2 separate regions of the Columba livia genome follow, and region 1 is linked to region 2. Evidence: chromatin contacts called from public Hi-C data. All regions are on one chromosome and are shown on one strand. Each heading gives the region's core, a stretch centred on a gene start, on an enhancer-like site or on the middle of the called end of the contact. The rest is flanking DNA. Distances are from core to core; before and after follow the strand shown.

Evidence for each region. Hi-C and Micro-C count contacts between places; a contact is called where the count stands out from the background.
Region 1: a contact with region 2 is called in a Hi-C map of liver, with 1.4 times the contacts expected there. The contact joins two enhancer-like sites. A contact is called at or near these places in 2 of 2 Hi-C or Micro-C datasets (crop and liver).

The regions. Positions count from the first base shown.
Region 1 is chr8:15,680,658-15,684,779 of bColLiv1.pat.W.v2, forward strand. All of the region lies in intron 1 of PRRX1 (paired related homeobox 1), which reads left to right. Among named protein-coding and RNA genes, the nearest start is that of PRRX1, 25 kb to the left of the region's middle. Within about 2 kb of position 2,599, at least 1 of the 3 cell types and tissues checked has an H3K27ac peak away from gene starts, as active enhancers do.
Region 2 is chr8:15,480,736-15,485,093 of bColLiv1.pat.W.v2, forward strand. It overlaps KIFAP3 (kinesin associated protein 3), which reads right to left. Exons shown (of 20, transcript XM_065071052.1): 11 at 3,782-3,882. Among named protein-coding and RNA genes, the nearest start is that of KIFAP3, 30 kb to the right of the region's middle. Within about 2 kb of position 1,741, at least 2 of the 3 cell types and tissues checked have an H3K27ac peak away from gene starts, as active enhancers do.

The DNA of each region.
Region 1 (4,122 bases), core at 1,349-3,848, 200 kb after region 2:
TGGCTTCAGTCCAGTTTGCTTGGTAGGGGCAATGGCAGTGATGGTCTGATTTGGTCGAAACACATTTGTTCTTGGACACTAATGAAACAGGAGCATAGCCTTTGGAGAGCTGGTTTCAATGTTCTTGCCATCATTTGCACTTCCCCTTCTCCCAGCCCGCAGCGCCCTGTGGTCCCAGCACAGTCGTCCTGTGCCATGCAGTTTGCAGTCCTGGATATTTCAACAATACACAGATGAAATATCCATTGAGAATAGCATTTCTACCTACCGGTGGGGCCAGCTGGCACGCACATCCCACCGGTCATTGTCTGTCTGTCTGTCTGCTTGCGCAGGTCCCACATATGAAAAAAAAAAAGGCGTCCAAGTGAATTTCCAGATCCAGTCGGGCCGGGGCTGTTTAATGATGGCACTTCTGAGCAGCACGGGGGGCCTCGCGGGGACCTGAACAAGCAGAGACATTCATGGAGCCGGTCAGCTTGAGTCAGTGTTTCCCGGTGCGGGCAGGAGATTGCTGGGTGACGTTTGCAGACTCTTGTGGCTACCGCAATGTTTGGAAATGAGCCAATTCAAAGATTTAAGTGGTTCGTCTGCAACGTATATATGGACTGAAAATTAATCCCTGCCGAAGCAGCCTTTTTCTGTCTTGGTAACCCTTTTTTTTTTAAAAAATGTTTTTTTCCTTTTTTTTTTTTTTTTTTCTTTATACACTTATCTGATTCTCACAAAAAATCTCCATTTTTCCCTGTTAGAAAGTTTTCTAGCTAAAGTTCATGAGGATTTTTTGGACTTTTTTTTAACTATAAAGAAACGGCAACGAAGGACAACGAAGATGATGAAGGGAGTGGAGCACCTCCCTTATGAAGAAAGGCTGAGGGAGCTGGGTCTCTTTAGTTTGGAGAAGAGGAGACTGAGGGGGGACCTCATTAATGTTTATAAATATATAAAGGGTGAGTGCCATGAGGATGGAGCCAGGCTCTTCTCGGTGGCAAACAATGATAGGACAAGGGGTAATGGGATCAAGCTGGAACACAAGAGGTTCCGCTTAAATTTGAGAAAAAACTTCTTCTCAGTGAGGGTGACAGACACTGGAACAGGCTGCCCAGGGAGGTTGTGGAGTCTCCTTCTCTGGAGACATTCAAAACCCGCCTGGACACCTTCCTGTGTAACCTCACCTAGGCGTTCCTGCTCCAGCAGGGGGATTGGACTAGATGATCTTTTGAGGTCCCTTCCAATCCCAAACATACTGTGATACTGTGAAAATTTAAAAGAAGTGGTGTTGCCCAGAGCTCAGGTGGGTGTGCAGTGGGAGGGGGCTCCCGGGTCCCCACTTTGTGGCTGCTGATGCATCCTTCTATGTGAGTACTAGCAGGGACAGTCAACCCTCTGAATCTGTGGCCATCAGAAGAGAGTGGAACTGGTTTCTGTTTTGGTCTCTGGAACTGCTCTGAGAGCTGGAGAGACCTGGAAAAGACTGAAGTGTGCGATCCCAAAGGGCTGGAGCAACCATAGTATTGTCTGTGTTGTGCTCCTGACTCCAGTACACCCCATTAACACCTGGCCCAAGCACCAGTACCGTATTGTTTTTGCTCTTTCCTAGGAACTCCTTCTTATGGAAGGAGTCAAAATCCACCCTGTGCTTGGTCCCTACAGTGGGGGAGTCTCCCTGACTTGTTCTGTATTTTGTTGAACTCTTGTCCCAACAGCTTGGCATCAAAGGGGGTGTATTGATCCCTGAAACCTGGGGCATAGGTGACACCTGTTTAGATCCAGCTATAGGTCTGTGGGTTGCCTCTGTACATAAAGAAAAAGGGACACCAGGTAAATCCAGCAAGGAAGCAGGTGAAAATAATACTGTGTGCCTTTTCTGCAACGTGAACCCTATAGAGCTCGCTGCAGGGTGGAAAATAGATGAATAGCCAGCCTGTCCTTGTCCGATTGTCATGATGGTTTGTTGCCACTGTCTTTGAGGCAGCTGGTGGTATCCAGGTGGGCATGGATATGGGTGCGCAGTCTGCTCCTGCATGGGAAATCCTTGTTAGATGGTCAAGCTAAGTGCGGTGGTGACTCTTTAAGAAGAATATTCCCATCTGTTGTGGTGGTTTAGATATTCATCACATGCACATTGGGGTCAACAGCATTACACAGTCTGGCTTTTCAAGCCTTTGCAGAAAGGACAAGAAAGGGTGTGGAGAGGAGAAAGAAGTTATCTGGAATGAACTAGGGCAGGGAGGGGGCCAAGAGTGTAGAGAGGCGGCTTTGGAAATGAGAAAATACTGATGGAGCAGGGTGGAGGTTAGGAAGTTTGATCTTGGCTGCGTGAATGCCGTTCCTGAGATGAAACATCAGAACACATGGCATGGGAAGGGGAGCTGATGGGAAGAGGATGTGGGTGTTGGAAATCAAACCCCTGACCTCGCAAAGCTGTGACTTCACGTATGTTTTGTGCTGCCAAGCACACTGATCCTGGGTCTTATGCAAGAAGAAGGAAGGAGCTGTGATGGCCGAGGTGCTCCAGTTCTCCAGGGAAGGTCTGGTGGTCACGCTGGCACCAGCGGCTGGACGTCATTGCAGAGGAGTGCTGCGCTGGGAGGCACAGACCATTTTAGATACAATACCTTTGGGTATGTTGGTGGGGTTTGGCTGTGCGATTGCATTTCTGCTCCTCTGTCACAGGTCCAAGGCTTTTGCGGCATCGCGCTCCCCTAATGAGGGACTCTGTGGGGACTACAGCCCCCTTGGATCCTGTCCCCTCCTGAGCCTGGTAAATCTACCCCGCTGGATCGCTGCCACGGTCTGGTGGTTTGGTCTCTTTGTCAGTTACAAAGTGCAGTCTCACAGAATGTGATTTGCCGCTGGCAGGCTTTTAAAATATGTGTTTGCTTTTGATTATATTTTTTTTTAAATTAATTTTCCAAGGATCAATGTGGTAATGCATATAAAAATTACAATATGTAAAACAAAGTATAAAAGCATACAAGGAATTCCAAACACATAACATACTGTGCCTTGGAGCTTATGAGATCCATACAGTGCTTATTGTATTATGGGAACGCTCTGACCCCGAGACCTGGCGGAAAGGCTTGTTAGAAGAGCAGGACTAAGCCATGTGCCTTATGAGCTGTAGGATGCCCAGAAGGAAAACCCTAGCCAATATAAAAGCAGAGCTGTTACAGCAGAACTTGGGCTGGTCTGTGGGATCTAGGGGGACTTTCAATGGCTTTGTACTAATTTCTGGAAAAGGATGTCTATTTTTTCTCCTGCAAATATTGTTCTCCCAGTAATTAACACTTACCATCATGTATTTCCAGCAAGACTCTCTGAATTTCCATTCCATCATGATTACTTTTTTTTTACAAGCGTAATTTCTTCTGTCAACTCCAGCAAGTGGGGACGTTGACGTGGTTAGGGAGGATGCACATCTTAGCCACTGTAACTGCCCATGTGCTCTGCAGGTTCCCAGCAGATGAGAGGCCAAGCACCAGAGCTGAACCCACCCTGAAAAGAGGGTTTGTCTTACGTTTGCCATAGGATAAAGCTCAGAGATGTCTACGGGTGCTCCACCAGGAAGGCAGCAACCCCAAGACCTCATTCATGGTGGGTGAGAGTCGCCAGCTGGTGCTGTGCCTTGAAACCCACCTTGAAATGTCCCTTTTGGCCAAGGCACAGGCAGGAGGTCCATCCTGGTGCAGGACACTGGAGGCTTCACCGTCGGCCATGCAGGACCTCAGCGAGTTCCCTGGGTCTGGCAGGCAGAGCCAAGCACGACAGGAGACTGCAGGCATGCTATCCATGCAAAAGCTATTCACAGCTTGGTAATGATATGTAATTGTTTGTATGCGGTCAGCTAAAAATTATTCTGATAGGTTCCACATTGCAGACACTTGGGAGAGGAACTGCTGTAGTCCTGTGGGTGATGCTGAAAATACACATTTCCATTTAATATTAAAGCTCAGTATTGCCTTTCTGAATTCCCACTCTCTGTGCACAAAATAACTTTATGTGTGTGGAAAAATTGAACCTGATTAGTTTATGAGATGATGGAAAGTGAAGGCTTTTAGAAGAACTATTGCATCTGTTTCTTTGCCTTATTTTTGTCCTGTGTTCTTTGTGATCTTAACAAGG
Region 2 (4,358 bases), core at 491-2,990:
AACAACTCAGGTTAACATAAGTATACAATCACCTATAATCCTGTTCCAACTGTTCAGTAAGCATCACTGAATTCCCGAATTATTCTCTAGGGAAAAAAACCTACGGATCGCCATCATTTTATACACCTGGCACTTGTATTACTTATTACATCACAAGCTATCTATCTAGTCTCACTTTGTTCAATATGAACATTTTTTTGTAATGGTATATCGAATATACAAACACAACTCAAACACATTTATTTTTTTTTTTCCTCTGTTTCCAGCTACAACAGACAAGTTGCAGCTTCCTCATTGAGGGGCAGCAGGACGTCACCCCATTTGCTCCTAAAACCTGCTCAGTTCATAAGACACGCCAAGATTATAATGCAAAACAGGACTGAGATTACTGGCAGTAGAAACAACTGAACCTAAAGATAAGCGGGACATAAGGTACAAAAAATGTAGCTCAGTTTGTGTCAAAAAGGGGTGGGAGTAGAAGAAAGCAACAACTAATCATTAAATATTTGTGTGCTTGCCCCCTGGTGGAAAGACAGTTTCTAAAGCATTAAAAACTGGAGAAAGCGGGTGAGCATCCCATTTAGAGAGAGGGATGAAAAAGAACAATAAAACTACAGGTATTTCACACCAAAGTATTTTACTACAGCCATTCTGAATGCTTCTCTATTATCAGATAGCAGGCTGCCACTCCAAGTGGACCGAAATAAAATAATAGTTAAAAAAATATATGTTACAACATAGTTATTAATCTCTTTTTCTGGGAGTTCCATGTATTGTTTAAAAACATGTCATTTATTTCTTCCTCCCTTTCTTAAAATGGCAGAATCATATTTCCCCAGGTTGTTTTAAGAACTTATAAATTCCCCAGTTTATTAAATCTGCAAGCCTGACAGTGAATTAACCAGAGAAGAAAGTCGCCACTTAACAAGTAGAGCATGAGCTTTGAAAAAATCACCCCCTGCAACTCTTCTGTTACAAAACCTTTAAAAACAGATTTTTAAACCCCCTTCAAATAATTTGAAGGGAAACATTCTCATTACTTACACAATACAAAATCTGTGGAAATTAGATGTTTAACAAGATGGGATTACACTGTTAATTACTGAACTACTTCTCTATAAAAACAAAAAATATATCCAGTTTCAATTAAAGCCGTTCAAATTTTAAAATAATAGTTTCGTATGAGCTCCATGTTTCCTATTATGTCTTCATTTAATTTGATTGCTTCTTGTGCCACTTCAAAAGGAAGAGTAATTGCTGCCAAATAGGAAATATTAAAATTAAATTTGTTCTGCTTTTACTATGTCCATTGTCATCTTTTACTGATTTAACAGGAAGGCAGTAAAAAGGCTGCCGCATGTGCAATGAAGAGGCAGTAGTGTTCAATCAGACAAGTCCCATATTGAGTATCAGATACCACAGACCAGGACTGAAATCACTGTGTCTAGACTCTCTGGCACCTGACTTCACTTATTTACCAGTGACCAGAGGCCAACCCCCACAGCTCTCTGCTCACATACACCTCTGTCCAACCCCCTCCCCACGCCCGGCTCAAACATCTTTGAATGATTATGCCAGAACTGCATGCCTCAGGAATCTCTCCTGACCAGCTACTCCCTAACTCGGCTGTTTGAAGTGATGCTCTGGTTTCTGAACTTCAGCAGATAATGGCGGACAGGAGCAAAGGGTGCTGTCAAGAGAGGACGTTTACCAGCATTAAGCTGAAAAGAAGCTTATAGATCAAAGAGGGGCCAAACAGGACAACCGTGGTGGAAAACATGTGGGTAGCTGCGGAGAACCTTGCACACGGCTCTGCGGTAAAATATTAAATATCGCCATGACATCACTGCCTAACCATGCCCTTTGATTGGCCAGGTTATTACCAATAAAGGCTTTTATAAGCATCTGGATGGCATTTGCACCTATTTAAACAAAACACGCATTGCTGAGGTCTAAACAAGAATGAACTGTTAATACTCACTTTTAACTGTTACTAGAATAGCACCCACTAACTCCTGCAATCCACAAGGATGTTTACCTGGGACAGCACGCGTGAGCCCTTGTCAAGCACTCTCCCTGCTCAAAATGCCAACAGGGGATGGATTTTCCAATCACTTTCAACAACAGCTAAATATTCATTATTGAGTATTTGCCAGTTTAGATGTACACCTTTCCTCAAAAGGAAACAAGCCCACAGAAGAGGAGATACTACTATCGAAAAGATAATTTGGTTTTCCAAGGTAGAATCAGATGGCAAGGAGTCCTCTTAAAAAGGTTATTTTCTTCTCCTGATACCTTTTCTGCTACCCCTGTCTTCCAGTATAACTGGCCTAATTTTGAACACTCACTAATAAAATTTAAGCTCTGATTGTCCAGCTTGTCTTTTCTGAACCTGTGAACAATTACATCAGCCACAGAAGCATCAACAGCCGTAGCTGTCCTCCAAATTTTGTAGTTATAGTCCAATTCCAGTGAAGGCAGCAGACTTGCTCCTGCTCCACCAGCTCTGTAAGCACTAGTTTGCGCAGTCACTGCCTCTCGGAACAATGATGTTCACCAAAGCTCAGAGTACGATATCACTGAAGTTTCCACAGCTCTTTACATTTTGGCACTGGGGATCTAAGAGCTATGCCAAGATTCCCTGAAAGTACATCATAAGTGAGCCACAAGACACAGTGCACGAATTCTTGTTTGGCCAGTAACTGCTCAGAACAAAGCAGGTCCCTTGTATCAATGCAAATGCCTTAACATATAGTTGCTTCTTGTGACAGTCAGCAGGATATTTACAAGACCATTTTGTACCACATATTATACTTGTTGCTTCCCCCAGTTCTCCCTTCTCTATTCTCCAAAATCCTCCTGTATTTGGAAAAAATCACCATTTTTGTCATGAGGTAATGATCAGAAACATTCTGAAAATTTTCCATGGCAACTTCGCATTCTGGATGTATTTGACCATAAAAAAACATGTTTGGCAGAAAAGAAGGCATCGTGGTGCAATTCTGCAAAAGCTACCAGAGAGCTTTTACACTTAAGAAATGCAGACTTTCTTAACTCCAGCCTCATCAGGACTGAGAAAAAGATTGGTAAGAGAAGATTTGGTACTTGTTAAAAACAAATAAACAAACAAAAAAAACATACACAGAAAACCCCAAACCCCATGATACTGTGTCTGTGTTTGGATCAAAGTCTATGACCGGAGACAAAGGGTTATACGACAAACTGTAGCCTGAAAGATCAGTGAAGAGCCTTCCATAGACTTCAAGCCTCCCATGTTGTGCATGCCTGCAGTTGGAAGAGGAACTGACATGTAGCAACGTAACACAGCTCTGCTGGTTTCCAGTTCATATCCTGTAACACTGGAGACATTGACATTTTGATACCCAATGGGATTAGAAAAGAATGCCTCCTAAAACAGTGAAGGAAATTCTTTCCACAAGGTTCCCTAAAGACCTGCTGTGCACAAGCTTTAATATCTTTCAAGCATTCCTGGTCTTCTGCAGAAATTCATCAGCACACCCGTCTTTTTACCAGTTCATTGATGCCGCTCAAGTGTCAGAAGCACTGACAGAGAACATGTCACTTACTCTTTTTCTGAGGACCATTGAAAGACAGCAAGAACAGTCAGACTGCCCCATGAGTAGGTGGTTCAACACCAACTCTGCGGCATCGTGGTCGTTCCCACTTCCACCTGTGGGTGTCAGTGCGAGCTCTGCTATGAACGAGAAGAGAGGACAGGCAAAGCTGTATCTTACTCCTCATCCTATTTAAAACCACATACCTGTGGGATACAGTCTGTGTATGCGAACATCGATTTAAAGCGATCATCCATGCTGATGTGATACAGAATACACATTGCTACTTGTTTGTAGTTTTCATTTGCTAGAAGGAGGAAAAAAAAAGCCATGTTAATAGAAGCCTGGTTTTGTAGGTATTACAAACACTTAAACAGAAAACAAACAGCACAAAAGTCCTAGCTAATAGAGGGAAAATTTAAATTGGAGATGTAACATTAATGAAAGGGTCTCGCCTGGTCTATCCAAATGAACTATGTATTTCTGCAAAGAGGGAGGAAAGGCAATGCTAACTACTCCTTCTCTCCCCAGTACCACAAAACACTCTCTCAACCCCACTCTGCCAGGAATATATTTGTGAAAGGCCATCTAGAGAAAGCCCTCATCAGTTTCCAGCTAGGAAATTCAATATCGAATGTAACACCAATTTAGCAGTGGATATACCCGTTGACACAACTAGTTTGTCTCTGTATGAAATGATAAACAATGTACCAGAGAGAAAAATAATAACTACCACTAAAAAGTGTTGTAGAAGGAATCCAGTGTCTTTCAAATAAGTCACAT